Linked DNA regions of Zea mays: region 1 is linked to region 2. The links are chromatin contacts, called in public Hi-C maps. All regions are on one chromosome and are shown on one strand. Each heading gives the region's core, a stretch centred on a gene start, on an enhancer-like site or on the middle of the called end of the contact. The rest is flanking DNA. Distances are from core to core; before and after follow the strand shown.

The links. A called contact is a pair of places that touch in the nucleus more often than the background predicts.
Region 1: a contact with region 2 is called in a Hi-C map of tassel, with 3 times the contacts expected there. The contact joins the promoter of LOC100282891 here to the enhancer-like site in region 2. A contact is called at or near these places in 5 of 25 Hi-C or Micro-C datasets (ear, endosperm, leaf and 1 more).

What each region holds. Positions count from the first base shown.
Region 1 is chr10:81,996,501-82,003,069 of Zm-B73-REFERENCE-NAM-5.0, reverse strand. It overlaps LOC100282891, which reads right to left and starts at 5,229. Exons shown (of 3, transcript NM_001369248.1): 1 at 4,967-5,229; 2 at 2,530-3,455; 3 at 1,943-2,177. The coding sequence starts at 3,455. The coding sequence ends at 2,177.
Region 2 is chr10:81,890,743-81,898,210 of Zm-B73-REFERENCE-NAM-5.0, reverse strand. LOC103641294 (HEAT repeat-containing protein 6) reads right to left here. Exons shown (of 29, transcript XR_004853185.1): 25 at 6,656-6,762; 26 at 6,222-6,340; 27 at 6,046-6,123; 28 at 5,000-5,475; 29 at 4,542-4,817. It also overlaps the pseudogene LOC103642556. Among protein-coding and RNA genes, the nearest start is that of LOC103641294, 32 kb to the right of the region's middle. Within about 2 kb of position 4,245, at least 20 of the 20 cell types and tissues checked have an H3K27ac peak or open chromatin away from gene starts, as enhancers often do. A contact at or near this core is called in ear, endosperm, leaf and 1 more, where this site is marked.

The DNA.
Region 1 (6,569 bases), core at 3,980-6,479, 100 kb before region 2:
TTCCTCTCCGGGTGCAGTCGGCTCGTCGTCGGAGATGGGAGGCGACTCCACTCTCCCGATGAAGAGGACGTCGGGGTAGAATGGTGCAGCTGTCGTGGCGATCTTCTTTCTGTTCTCCTTTGAGGGTGGAGGCACAGAAAGAACAACTTGCTTCCTCCCGGTTTTATTTGTTTCTTTCTTACTTGCAATTTGTGTCCATTGGATTCTTTCGTCGGAGAGGTAGACAGTGGAGTTCTCCGGGTCAGCGGGCCTTCGGCTCCTGGCTTGCTGGAGGCGATCTTTTTTCGGAGCGCTGGAGGTTGCGGTTTTCCCTGCTTCGCCTCGATATTTTCGGAGGTTGTTGGAGGAGACTTCCTCCTTGGCGGATCTGCGATGCGATGTAGAGTTCCCTCCTCATCCGCTACAGATGAGATGGTTCTGAAGCAGAATGTGGACCCAGGGCGGAAGACGATCTTGTGCTGGAAGGTGACGGCCATTGAGCTAGCTTGGATCGGAGACACACCCCCTACCTGGCGCGCCAGTTGTCGGTGTTTTGGGTCCGACCAAACACCCGGGGTTGCCCCTCAAGGTGTTTTTAGGAGTAGGACGGTGTTACCGACTGTAGCTCAATGGTTCGTGCCGGGTGCACGAGAAATAGTAAACAATGGTTTACAGGTTCGGGCCGCTTTGAGATGCGTAATACCCTACGTCCTGGCGAGAATGCTTTATGTGATTGGTTACAAGGGAGCTCTCTAGTGCGGGAAACGTAGAGAGTTGAGGTGGATGGCTGAGTAGTGAGTTCGATCGTTCTGAAGGGGTGCCCCTAGGCCTTATATATTCGACCGTGGGGCATTACATGCGGATATGATAACAGTATGCGCCTAAATGATAGTGAACCAATTGAGTCTATCTTCCTATAGTTCCGCCGACCCATCCTCGCTTGGTTCCGTTGTACGGGGTTCCAGCGCAGGAAGGTCGGGTCACTGTTGTGATTACTTGCTCGAAGTCATTGGGCCGTCTGGGCTCGCACCGATCCGGCCTTACATCAATTTGCTTCACTGGTCGTTCCTCCCCAGGCCCACGAAGGGATGACCTTACGATTTATTTGGCCCTTGGGCCTCTCGTGAGGTCTTTTATCCTTCCAGTAGACCCGGGGGATATCTGTCCCCCCACACTTTCCTACTACATGTGACCTTCTATCTTTCATATATATAGCCTTCTACTTTTAATATGTAAAATTTTCTATATTTAACACCCCTTCAATTTGGACAGTATGAAATTAATTTTAGATTCCTACAAACCTTTCCAAATAGTGGACCAATCAAAGGTTTCCTGATATTGACCAAATGTTGAAGATGGCGAGCCTCAAAAGCAACAAGGCGCGCGAACACATCGTCGAGTGAGAATGGCTTGATCTTGGTTGTCATGACAACGACGAATGGGTCTAATCGGTCGAAAGCCGCCAGCAGATAGGTGAGGACCTCATTGTGTAGAGGAGCATCGGTGGAGCGGTGGAGCCAAGCTTAGTAGCAAACTCCATGATATTGCGAAAAAAGTCGATGATAGACTATTTTAAGGAAACCTTGCGTTTTCATAGAATATGGTGTGTCGTTTCCATGTGAGATTACACTCAACCATAGTTGGTGAATCTGATGGACAATATTTGATGTTAGCAAGTTAGCACCTTAATCGTTTTTACACTAGATATGTTGCCCTATTTCATTCATTGTTACAAGTTGTTCTGTTTTAGAAACATTATTGTATTTATACATAGACATATATCTAGATGCTTAGCAAAAACAATATAGCTAGACAAGTCAAAATGTCTTATAATTTGGAACAAAGAGAATAGCTTTTATTACACTTCACCGCCAGATGCATTCCTCTCCGTCTTTACTGGAATAAGATATCCTAAACTTTTTTATCTTTTTGAAATGCAGATGCTTTCAACTATCACATTCTGTGGAATGAAACATCTTTCCTTGAGCTTCATACAATTCACATATAACTATATAAGGGAACAAATATTTAGGAAGCATTCAGTTTATGTACAAAGTTATGCAGTTTGTCTGTGGCCAAAGTTATAATTTTTACAGCAGATGTGAGGGCAAAGAAACAAAGCCCTGGGACTATCTGGTAAATTGTAACGCCGTGATCTACTGATAAATTGTCCCCGAAACAATGGTAGGGGTCTGAATCTGCAAGAGAGAGGCACATGCAAATATACCATTATTTCACATGATAAAGCTTCATCAAACAAAAGAAAACCTTTATTTTGACAGGTTTCAAAGATATAGCAGAATGATGCTGACGCAACAGCCATTTGATTGAGTAGCGTCCTCAACATAACACAGAAAATTACAAGGAAAGTACTTCACTGTTCATGAGTCATGAGGCATGCCATAACTTATCCACTCAACCTTTTCATACTCACACTACAGTCTTTGTTTGTTTCTTTTTAAAAAAAAATGCACTAGAGATATTTTGTGTATCTGGCAAGGTTAAATTCCAATGGCAAACAACTCACAAAGCACTTAGATAAGTACTTACCATTTGGCATCCTCATTTGCTTCTTCTTTGCGCAAAGTTCCATTAGTATTCTGTAAATTAGGGGATGGCTCCCTTGTATTGCCTTGGTTGTTCAACAGTTGAGAGAAACCCTGCCAAAATCCTACAGGCCGAGACTGAGTGCTTTCCTGATGCTCTTCAGACCGCCTTTCAAACAAACCAGCTGATCCTGGATTTAACTCAGAAAACCTTACTGCTCCAATAAGTCTCTCAGGGAGCTCCGGCTCGGTTTGACTCTCAATGAGAAAGGCCAAATCTACAGTTAGCGTTGTGATATAGCCAAATGCCAAATGAACGATCGCATTTGCAACTATAGAAGACCCGATATCCACATCGACTTCGATGAAGTTTGATCCTTGAACATACTTGCACGAGAGGGCTCTCCCCAGTATACAGATGGCCTGTTCACCAACAGCCGTCCGGACAATCCAGGGCCCCTTGACAATGTTCGCTATTAACTTAAGCCTGGAGTTTCGGAAGGCATCATCTCCTTTCAAAAACTGGTCCATAAGGGAGCCTTCAGGTATAGCCTCCAGCGACACAAAGTAGAATATTGCGCTGAAGTTATCCTTGGGCAGTTGCAGGTTGAATGCCCAGACAAAAGGCTGGTTACTACGTGAAACCTCATCATCGATAGCTTTTCTAACTCGATGGTTACTGTCTTTGAGGATCTCACAGATTTTTGCTGGTCCTTTGATCCAATCAAAGCCGAGAGGCTTCAGAAGATACTCTCCACCTGGTATTTTTACCTTGTTTGTAAGATATTCTGGGCCTCTGACCATAAATGAATCACCGGGAGGAGTAGCCCAGCCATTAGGACAGTTTTCAGGTGCTAGACAGGGAACTGTTCCTCCTGACTTGATATTCTCTATCCATTGTTGCTCAGCCTCACCGTTTGAAGAAGCCATCTACAGGGAAAAAATCCCCAGGTATAGTGAGTTACACGCGTACTTTTAAAACTGAGAGTTCTCACACAAATAGAAACAGACTATGATATACAGGTTGCACAAGGCTAGCAGAGCAATGATAATGCTTACTACAATACAATTTAGATTGCACCAGCAAAAGCACCGACTTGTGTAAATTCATAAATTTGCTCGCAAATAAGGGATATAGGTCTGTAACATTGAATGAAGACGTTTACCGCCTTAATGCGATGTTAATATTTGACGAAAAATCCTTCTTCCAAATGGCTTTTACATCTAGGTGAGTGATCAAATTTGCATAGTAGTTGGTGATTAACACATCGTCAAGAATGTTTACTAATCGGTGCTTGTTCTGTTGGGATTTGGGGGGTTTTTTTGGCTCTTGAGGCCATGTACAGTTTTTCCATATGTGTTTCATTTTTTCAATATAATAAAATATACTTACCACATTAAGGGTTTCCCCTACTCTTTCGCTAAAAAACGTATCACCAACTATGGAAAAACAGTAGTTCCAGAAGGCTAAGATTAAGTTAGTGCTTGGTTCCGGAGTATGATAAGACTGACGGAGCCACTCCAGTCCTAATTTGTTGTTGTTATTTAGATTGGTTCTGCATAGGACAGAGTGGCTCTAAAAAAGGAAAAATATGTTTAAATGCTGAATGATCCGGCTCTCCAAAATCTCTCGGACGGAGCCGTTACTGGTATAGAGTCGCTCCATCCGAACTAGCTCCGGAACCAAACACTAACCTAACATACACTCCGTGGCATGGCTGTAATCCGGAGAGTAGCACTAATAGTGTAGTGCACAGAGCAGCATTTTTTTACACAACAAAATAGTCAAAATAGGAGGCAATCCAACCATGAAGAAGCATTATACAGCCAGAACAGGGTAATGTGGAACCGAACACTAGGACCAAATAACTACGATGCAACCGTGACAATTGGACGCCTACATAATTAGTTCCAGTTCAGCAAGAAGGGCATAGCTTTGCCGATGTAATGTTTGCTTCCAACTATGGAGGTAGAAACACCTCTAGCTCTAAACTCTTCCATTCCATTACCACACGCCTTCAGTTCCTTGAGTGACTGGCAGAATTGGGAACGTCCCCCTGTGGGCTTAAGGTTCTGCAGCTCAACAACTGCAGAGAAAAGGGGCAAAATCTTCTTTTTTTTCGCAGGGCTCTACACTGTGCTAGAGAATCCAAGTCCCTTATCCAGCTACTCCACAAGCAAGAACTTGCCCAGGGGCAGCATAGAAGCAGGAGCAATGAGCTAGGAGAGACCCCCAAGAAGCTCCCGCTGAGCCGAATCAGGCTCTCGAACCTGACGAAGTCATTAATCGGGCACCAGCCTCGACCGCCCGTCAAACTCTTGATTTCTTGAACCGAATGGCTTGCGCTTGCGCGTACCGCACGCTACGATTCGTGCCCGTCCCAGCTCCGACGACCAAGCAGCAGGCAGCAGAGAATCGCGCGCGGGAGCAGGAAGCTCACCTTGGGGATCCTGAGTCCTGACTGACGAGTGACGGCGACGCAGCGCCGGCGAAGTGGTAGGACGGGACGGGACCCGACAAGATCCCCGAGCCTAGCGCCGGCGATGGCTCGGTCTGGGAACCTCGCAGAGGGAGGCGGGAGGATATGAAGAGGCCCTTGGCTTCTTCTGGATCGCGTCGGATTCTGTATGGCGTCCTGGCTGGGGAAGGAGAGAAGGTTTCTACTACTTGCCCGTCCCAGCTCCCACGTCTCGTTGCCGTTCCAGGGAAGGAAGGGAAGCTTTTGCGTAGCCGTAGCTGCGACCTGCGAGGGATAAACAAAGGGAGGCAGGCGCTGGTGACGTGACGACGTCGACCCGCCGTCCCGGTGCAGCATGATTGGCGTGATAATACCAAACTGTCTCTTCTTCTTTTTAAAGTTCCTTTTGGCATGGGCCGCATGGCTACCGCCGGCCGCTCGCCAGCTAGCATCATCGTCTCGACACCCCCTGAGGTCCCGAATTTTTTGCATTTTAATCCTTTCTCGGAAAAAAATTCACGTTTGGACCTTAGAAAATTTTAATGTCATTTTTGGACCCTTTGCTCGGCGTCGTAGCCTATGGCGCCGAGTTAACACAGCTCGGCGTCATAGGCTATGGCGCCGAGGTACGTGTTGCGCTGGCACACACAGCCGTCGTGGCGTCGACGTGGTACCGAGCTCGGCGCCATAGATCTTGGCGCCGAGCTCCATTCTGTACATAAAGCCTGCCTAGCTTAGTTGGTAAAACACAAGGCTCTTAACCTTGTGGTTGTGGGTTCGAGCCCTACAGTGAGTATTTTTTAATATTTTTGTCTTTGTCACTAATTTGTTTTTTTTGTTGTTCAGATTTTTTGTTTATGAGCATTAACGATTATTTCTAGCAGGGGGTAAGCATTAACGATTATTTCTAACAGGGGTAACACTTTGACAGGAGTTACCAGAGAAAATGCAAAAGGCAACGCTGAATACATCCCAGCAGCTCGCTCTCTATAAGATATAAATCATTCGATCGAGATCACAGGCTGAACAGAAGTGGCGTTGGTAATTCCTATGAACAGCACCGCTGCATACATGGCACCCATCGCATTGAATATATCATGTTGGGTCTCCCTGGCAATTACACATCAACAAAAAAAATTTGGTCGCTTCAGTTCAGCAGAAAAAAAATTGTGTAAGTATTCAGATAAATTTGCTAGCGGTAAAATCAATCAGGGAGCATACCTTCTAGAACCGAATTTCCAGCAAATTGTCCCAAACATCAAGGAAATTAGTGACATAAACGAAAAATTTGTACAACAAAAAAAAACAAATAAGTAACAAAGACAAAAAATATTAAAAACGTCCACCATGGAGCTCGAACCCGCAACATCAAGGTTAAGAACCTTGTGTTTTGCCAACTGAGCTAAACCAACTTTTTGTACAAAACTGAGCTCGGCGCCAAGATCTATGGCGCCGAGCTCGGTGCCACATCGCGCGCCACGACGTCCGTTTGTGCCAACGCAGCACGTACCTCGGCGCCATAGACTATGGCGCCGAGGTGTGTTACCTCGGCGCCATAAGCTACGGCGCCGAGCAAAGGGTCCAA
Region 2 (7,468 bases), core at 2,996-5,495:
GTGCTTCTTTGTGAACATCAAATTGTAAGGGCGAGAGGCTCCAAGTTGTGGAGATTCCTCGCAAGCGGGATATAGTAAAACAAAGCAAAACACAGTGGTATTCAAGTGGGTCTTTGGACCGCTTGAGAGGGGTTGATTGCAACCCTCGTCCGTTGGGACGCCACAACGTGGAGTAGGCAAGTGTTGGACTTGGTCGAACCACGGGATAAACCACTGTGCCTATCTGTGTTGATCTTCTTGTGGTTATCGTGTCTTGCAAGAACTCCTCTCTAGCCACTTGGCTTTATTGTGCTAACTCCTATTCAAGTTTTGTGGCATTAAGTTTCAAGTTTTTACAGGATCACCTATTCACCCCCCTCTAGGTGCTCTCATGACTGCGCCATGGGAATGTGTGCCGAGCTCCGTGCTAACAATGATGCCCTCCCAAGAGAAGAACAGGTCTCTCACTGCCTTCTGTTATAATTTTATTCCTATGTTTGTCAACACATAGGTGGTAGTTTTTAGTAGTTGGTTAATATTGGTAATTATTCTTTTGATTACTCTTGATTTTTTTATCACCATCATGTGCCTTACAATTTGAATTTTTTGTTGGCATTTGTTGTGGGTGTCTTGAATTTTAATTCATCACCACCATATCCGTACAATCTGGATATTTTCTATTATTATTTTTTTAAATCGTTGTTAACACCTTGAATTGTTTGGACTAGCATATTCATTCGCAGTCTCTGCTGGTTCAGACCCTTCTAGGAGCAATGAACATCATGATTGTTGCATGATTGCTAGGGTGGGCTTAATTGATACTCTGGATCTTCAATGAAACCATCTATTTGCTTGCTCCCAAATATGGAAGTAGATGTGCCATGCAAAAATGAGTACTATATGTGTCCCTACCCTTCTTCATGCTATGCTTTTTCTATACCTGTTTTCACTTTTCTTCTTATGACCATGTATTTGTTCTCTGAGAATTTTTTCCATATCTGATGCTACATATTTTTGTTTATATCGCAGTGCAATATATTTGCATTTCTGGTGTGTTGATTTTACTTGTTTGCTCATAGGATGCTTTTGCTATCCCAAGCAACGAGCGTGGAATTGCTGCTCGTGACAGTGGTGCTTTTGCATGGGAGATTGTTCTAGTGATTTCCTTTCTCTTTGCTAGAACTAGAAATTATAGTATTTGCTTTGTTTGGTTTCCTTATTATGTTCAATGTTTTGTCAACCAGATTGAAGTTCCTGTTGGGATAGAAAAAACACCTGTACTTATTGAGAAAGATGAAAGCCTGGATAAGCTAAATTTCCTCATGCAACACAGACATAGTAAGACTGACATGCTCTTTAATTAATTATTCTTTCTATCGTTGCGACAGACCTTACATGGGGACTTATGCAGATAACTGTTTTACTTATGCCATGCAATTTTTTTGTGTCTCTTAGTTTAACCCAACAAAACTGAATAAACTTCGCTCAACCCCGCTCGTCGTCGCATGACGCCCCTCTCCACTTTCTGTCCTGCTGCTCCACGCCACATCGAGCAAACTCTTCGCAGCCATATGCTTCTGTAGACAGCGGGCCAAGAACATCCGAGTGAGATGAGGGGGAGGCATCGTCGCAACCGCACCCTACTTGCAACACCACCTTTACCTTCTCCCACCGGCAAGCACCTCGAATCGCTGTTATTGTGACTCTCTACGCCATGCGCCTCTGCAGGCAACGGGGCAAGAACAGTCGAGGGGAAGGCATTGCCATCAGTGACCAAAGAATTTATGAAATATTAATGTCAATGATTATATATGTATTGCTCGTGTTCATGTAATCGTTATGCGCTAAAATTTTATCAAATATTTATGTACCGTCGCAACGCACGAGCACTATACTAGTTATGTTTATATGTACTTTGTTTAACTATATCTCTTAACCATTATATCTAATTAATTATTTTAATCCTATTTTATTTTTCTATTAGGTATATCTCTTTGTTAATATATCGAATTAATAAATCATTTTCACAATTTCATTTTAAACATTTTATTTCATTTATTATACACTTAATTATTTTTAAAGTTATTCTAATTTCTATTTATCACATCTCTTTATAAACATAACGAACTTGTATAAGCAACAAAAGCACAGTACAAGCTACTTTCAAATTTATACTACAGAAAAGTTGATTAAAGTAGCTATAGAGAAGTTAAACCATTTTAGTTCAGCTTTTGGTTTTCAAAGGAGAAGCAGGTTACTAAAAAATATTTATTTAAATAAATAAAATATAGACCATAACTGCACGTATAAGCGGACGGTGTGGGAAGACATGCTGATCTTGCACTGCACGTCCCTTTGTCCGGAGCCCGTAACTAGCTACAAACAACAAAACCACGACGACGTCATAAATTAAACCCAAGGTCATCAGCTCGCGGAAAGGTATATGACCCATACGCAATTGCAACTCGATCTGAAACATAGATATAGACAGATGCTAGATGCTGACGATAAAGCACACATAAATCCAATGACTTCTTTGGATTATAACTGATCGGATTGGATTTTTTGACCCGAGTACATTCAGACGCCTGGTCAAGTTATTTCTCAGAGATTATAGGACATGTTTGTTTACCCTTAGATTATATAATTCAGCTTAAATAAGTTGATAGGTAAACAAACAACACAAATTATTAGGTAAATTATGTATTCTAGATATTTAGATTATGATAATCCATAAATAGGTCAATAGTTGCTTATATAATCCATAAGTTAGATTATATAATCTGGAAGAAAACAAACGATGTCTAAATTAGATTTTTTTCAGCTTTGACCTCGTTAAAAAGTTTGACTTTTTCAGTTGTATTTTAATCTAGAAAAGCGATATAAAATAATTAGTGATAATTATAAGGCGCTTATGTGAATCTAATATATTTACTATATGAACATAGTTTAGACAAGTATAAACAATAAATGTTGAACATAAGGTTCATACCCTAGAAGAGATATACTACTAGTTGATGTAGTAGTCACAGTTGACACAATGCAGGAGCGTGATAGTGACGCTCGAACGGTTGTGTCGATTATACTCCTCCAAAAACATGATTGTTCGTTTCTCACATGAGTATGTGAGCGTTTGAACGAGAGTAGTAGACCCTTTATAGGATAGGGCTAAGACCGTCTTCAACGGTGCCCCCTCCCCTTGCCAGCATGCCTTTAGCGTCGCTCTTGGACTACAGCGTTCGACGCTAAATACTCCTCTACGCAATACAGTAGTAGGGTGGAGCAGAGAAGTTCACCAGATAGAGGGGCACGCTAGTCTGTCTCCTTGTCTCGAAGTTGGTGAGCGGCAGTATTTGCTAGTTGAAAGAAAAATGGTAATAGATGATGAAAATATATAGATAATGTTATTTTATGGTTGTAGTGGGGTATAGAGGTTTGATATAGGGGGAACCGCTGTAGAGCGTAGAGATATAGGGGGGAGAGAAAGCTGACGTGGCATGTGAGTGGGATATAGGGGGAGAAATTTAGGGGGAACCGCTGAAGACAGTCTAAGACAATACAAGAGTAGTTAGCCCTCTATCCACTGTAGATATCCACTGTAGATAGTACTGTTTACATAGTAAAGTATAAAATAGAAAATAAAATATAAGATAAGATACGAGAGCTGCTAGAGTCGAGAGATATCTTACTTCCGCGCAAGAACGACCAGTGGTGTCGATCGGCCGCCCGTTCATTCAGTGTTCAGCCGTAGCAAATAGCAATCACTCAATCAGTAAGCAGCAGGTACATGCATGCATGAGGATCGGACGTACGGTGTCGTTAGCCGACGGAGCGTGCACAGCGACAATCCAACATGGGAGGCCGTTGTTTAAGGGTTTTTTTTTGGCTTCTAGTACACGTGGACGATTGATGGAGGCGCTAACATTTCGGCGCCCGTATTGCAACCGATTGATATTGGTGCTGCTGTGGGTAGAAGGTGACAATGGGCTCTTAGTTTTACACTATATAATTTAAGAACGGGATCAGATTAGAATCAGGCTATTTCTATTTATTTTTGGATTAAAATTAATTTAGAACCCTAACAAAAGCTGTGGCTCAAATATCAGCACGAGGAAAACTTTTGCGTGTAGCTTGATTTGCATGTCGCCCACAGACGACAGTCCCTAGTCCAGCAGTGAAGAAGACACGCGAGCAGTGAATGGAACTGTTGGGACCCAGTGAATGACAAGAGTCGGAGGAAAGAACAATTGAAGGCGGGGAAATGGATCCGACAGACGCTGCAGGTGAAATGGGCCACGAAGCGGCGGGGCCCAGGCAGCGTTGCAGCACCGGAACAGGCCCACGGGGGGTTTTTTTTTCTACACGCACGCACGGACCAGAAACACAAGCTGACTGCCGATACCAGCTGCCACGCAACACCACGGCAGTCAACCCGTCGGCTGTTCTCTTCTAGCCACCACTCACCGCCCCCCATCAAACAGGAGAGTTCAGAGGCTCGACACACGTACCGACGATGAACAGACGGCGCAGTTCAGCAACGTTACGGACTAGAGCATTGGAAGTGATCGTCGAACAGTGCAGAGCGTCAAGCAATTTATGAAGGTTGGTACATGAACAAAACACACGCGCGCACACACACACATGGGCTCAATAACAGCAGTGGCACTAGCGACGGACTCCAACAGATTTGGACGGCATTCATGACCCCTCTTGCCAAGAACAATGAACATCTTGTAATATCGTCCACGTGGACCGTGGTCGGGTGATACCAACCTTTTATCAAGCAAGCAGGAAGCCCCAGGACCAGGGAAAAGGCCCATCTACATAACAGCGCCATCCTGTTTGTCAGGAACGCCAGAAAAGTAGTTAAGAGATACCCAGTGCTGCTGAGGTCCGGTCACGCTGAGCTTTGAAGACTGCCAACTTATATATATATATATATATATATATATATATATATATATATATATATATATATATATATATATATATATATATATATATATGTGTGTGTACTCACAGTAACGATGTTTCAAGTAAACAACGACGAAAACACCGACCAAGCCAGGCTTGCAGAGCCTGTGCATGATGACAGCCAAGATCCGAGACAAGTGCCGCCTGGAGCTCATGGGATTCGGCAGAATTTAAGGATCCACTGCCTGACGCGCTGTCCGTCCTGAGGGGTAGACGACGACCAATATATCGCTGCTTGTTAATGGAGGCTGGAGTGGAGACCACACCTGACTGCTCGTCGCTGCTCACCATTCAAGCGACGCTTCTAGCCAGTTGCTCAAATCTCTGGGTGATGACCTGCTGGGTCCTGCCCGCGTACACGCCGAGCAAGGACTGCAGGGCGGAAGACAGCATGCCTTTCTGAGTCACGTTTGGGCTGAAGCCGTCCTCGTCGTTTGTGGCCTCCGTTGGCAAGGGCTGGCGCTCCGAGCTGTTGAACGATGCGCATAGTGATCTCAGCCAGTCTTCTAGGAACGACGATTTCTGCTCAGACCAGGTGGCCATGAGGAGTTAGCTCGGGTAAGACCAACAGATCCATTAGACTAATAGAGAACAGTTGCGGCAGTTGATATTACAGGTTTAGACCATGCAAGAATTTGCAGTGAACAGGAAATCTACATGGAATGGAGCAGGAAGTACAGAACGTTACTTCTCTATTCCTGCATGGATCATGAAGTGTTTCGCTTATACATGTACAAAAGCAACACTACATATATACACCTGTACATCTAGGAGATTCAAACAAATTAGGCCCACGTTACAATCCACTAGTCGTAAGACCAAGAGAAAATGTAGAATAGTGTTTATTTTTGTTCGTTCTTTAGCAAGTATTGCAACGGTATCATCATCCTATGCTTTCATTTCCATGACTTAATAATAGTAAAACAGACTCGAGTACTCAACTTATGTGCTCTATGCTCAGCGAAACCCTAAACCTATGTGCAATGTCATATTTACCTGAATGACAATTGCCACTACGAATATAGTTCCAGATGAGGACTTATAAAATAAAACACACACTAATATACCATGACATAAAGGAGAAATCCTTACCTTGGTAAGAAAATCTTTCAGGCTTGGATCGTCGTTTGGTGACACAAAACTAAGCAAATGGAGAGCAGTAAACGTAAGCTGTAAAAAAAGAATAGGGCAAGAGTTTCAACAATGTTGCCGAATAAGGATGCTTGGGAGCAAAGGAAGTCACTATTATGAGCATCAGTGACACTAGCCTGCTTCTCGAGGTTGTCTCTCTGTTTGAAATTTGAAGGTAACGATGAATTGTTTGAGTTCAATGACTCGAGAGCATGGACGAGGCCTCGAACAACATCTGGAAACGAGCTGCCGTAATCTGTAAAGAAGAGGGAGGATAAGCTCCAGCAGCTTCATAGATGTAGTGGTGGGATGTGCAGTGTCAGAAATCAGGAAAACTGTTATTACTAATGTCCAATGGATACTTGGCATCATCCTGAATTGAGTTTTGGAATGTTCATGATCGAGGCATAAGTTTTATTGTACATATAATGGAAGCACAAGTTTTACAGTACATATACGTGGGTAGATACAGAATCTGAAAATTGAACGCAAGTCCAGAAATATCATGGTTTTTCCAAAATGTGGAAAGTCAATACATTAAAAGGTGGAGAATAGAAGTCAGGGGACTAACCAAGCCTTGACACTGGCACTGATAGAGCAACAGCTGCATGCATCTTTATCTTATAATTGTTTGAGTCCCGGATTAGAAGTAGAAGTATGCTATAAACACTTGATGCCCTGTTAAACAGAATGCTTGAAGATGAGAATCATCACATACTAAGTTCAAGCATATACTGAGATATTACCATAATTGACAGGTTTTGCAAAAGACAAACGTGAGCTATGTGAACTCTAAATGCCTATGACTTGTGCTCGTGTAATAGGTACAGCCAATCAGAAGTTTCTGCGGCATGGTATGAGTTACACCGAGGTGTGTTCTACTGTCAGAGGCGGACGAAAGGGGAGGGGGGCATAGTGGGCTATGGCCCCCCTCAATTTTTAAAACCCTTATACCTAATGTTAAGTATAGAAAAAATAGAAAATTGGATGGGCCAAAAACAGTCCCATATGTCTGGGTTTCCTTGTCAGATCGGCTCAGTCCTCCTGATTCTCGTCCTCAGTCTCGGCCTAGTCCTCCATCAATATGTCCGTCTCCAATTTTTCCGACATCAACCGAGTCAGTCCGCCCTAACACCCCGTTCCCGACGCCGCCCCTTCCCGACGCACGACGTTGTTGGTACCCTGAAACTAGGGTACCCTAACCTATTGTGCCAAAAGCAAATACCTGTGGTTACCTGTAACCGCGCACTAAGGAACTGAGTAGCCGGGCCCATGGGTCCAAACCCATATGATGGGACCATTGGCCTTGAGACCCGCTCCCCACTCGGGGACAGGTCCGGTGCCACAACGTGTCATGGAGGTGGAACTGCTTAGTGACTACTGC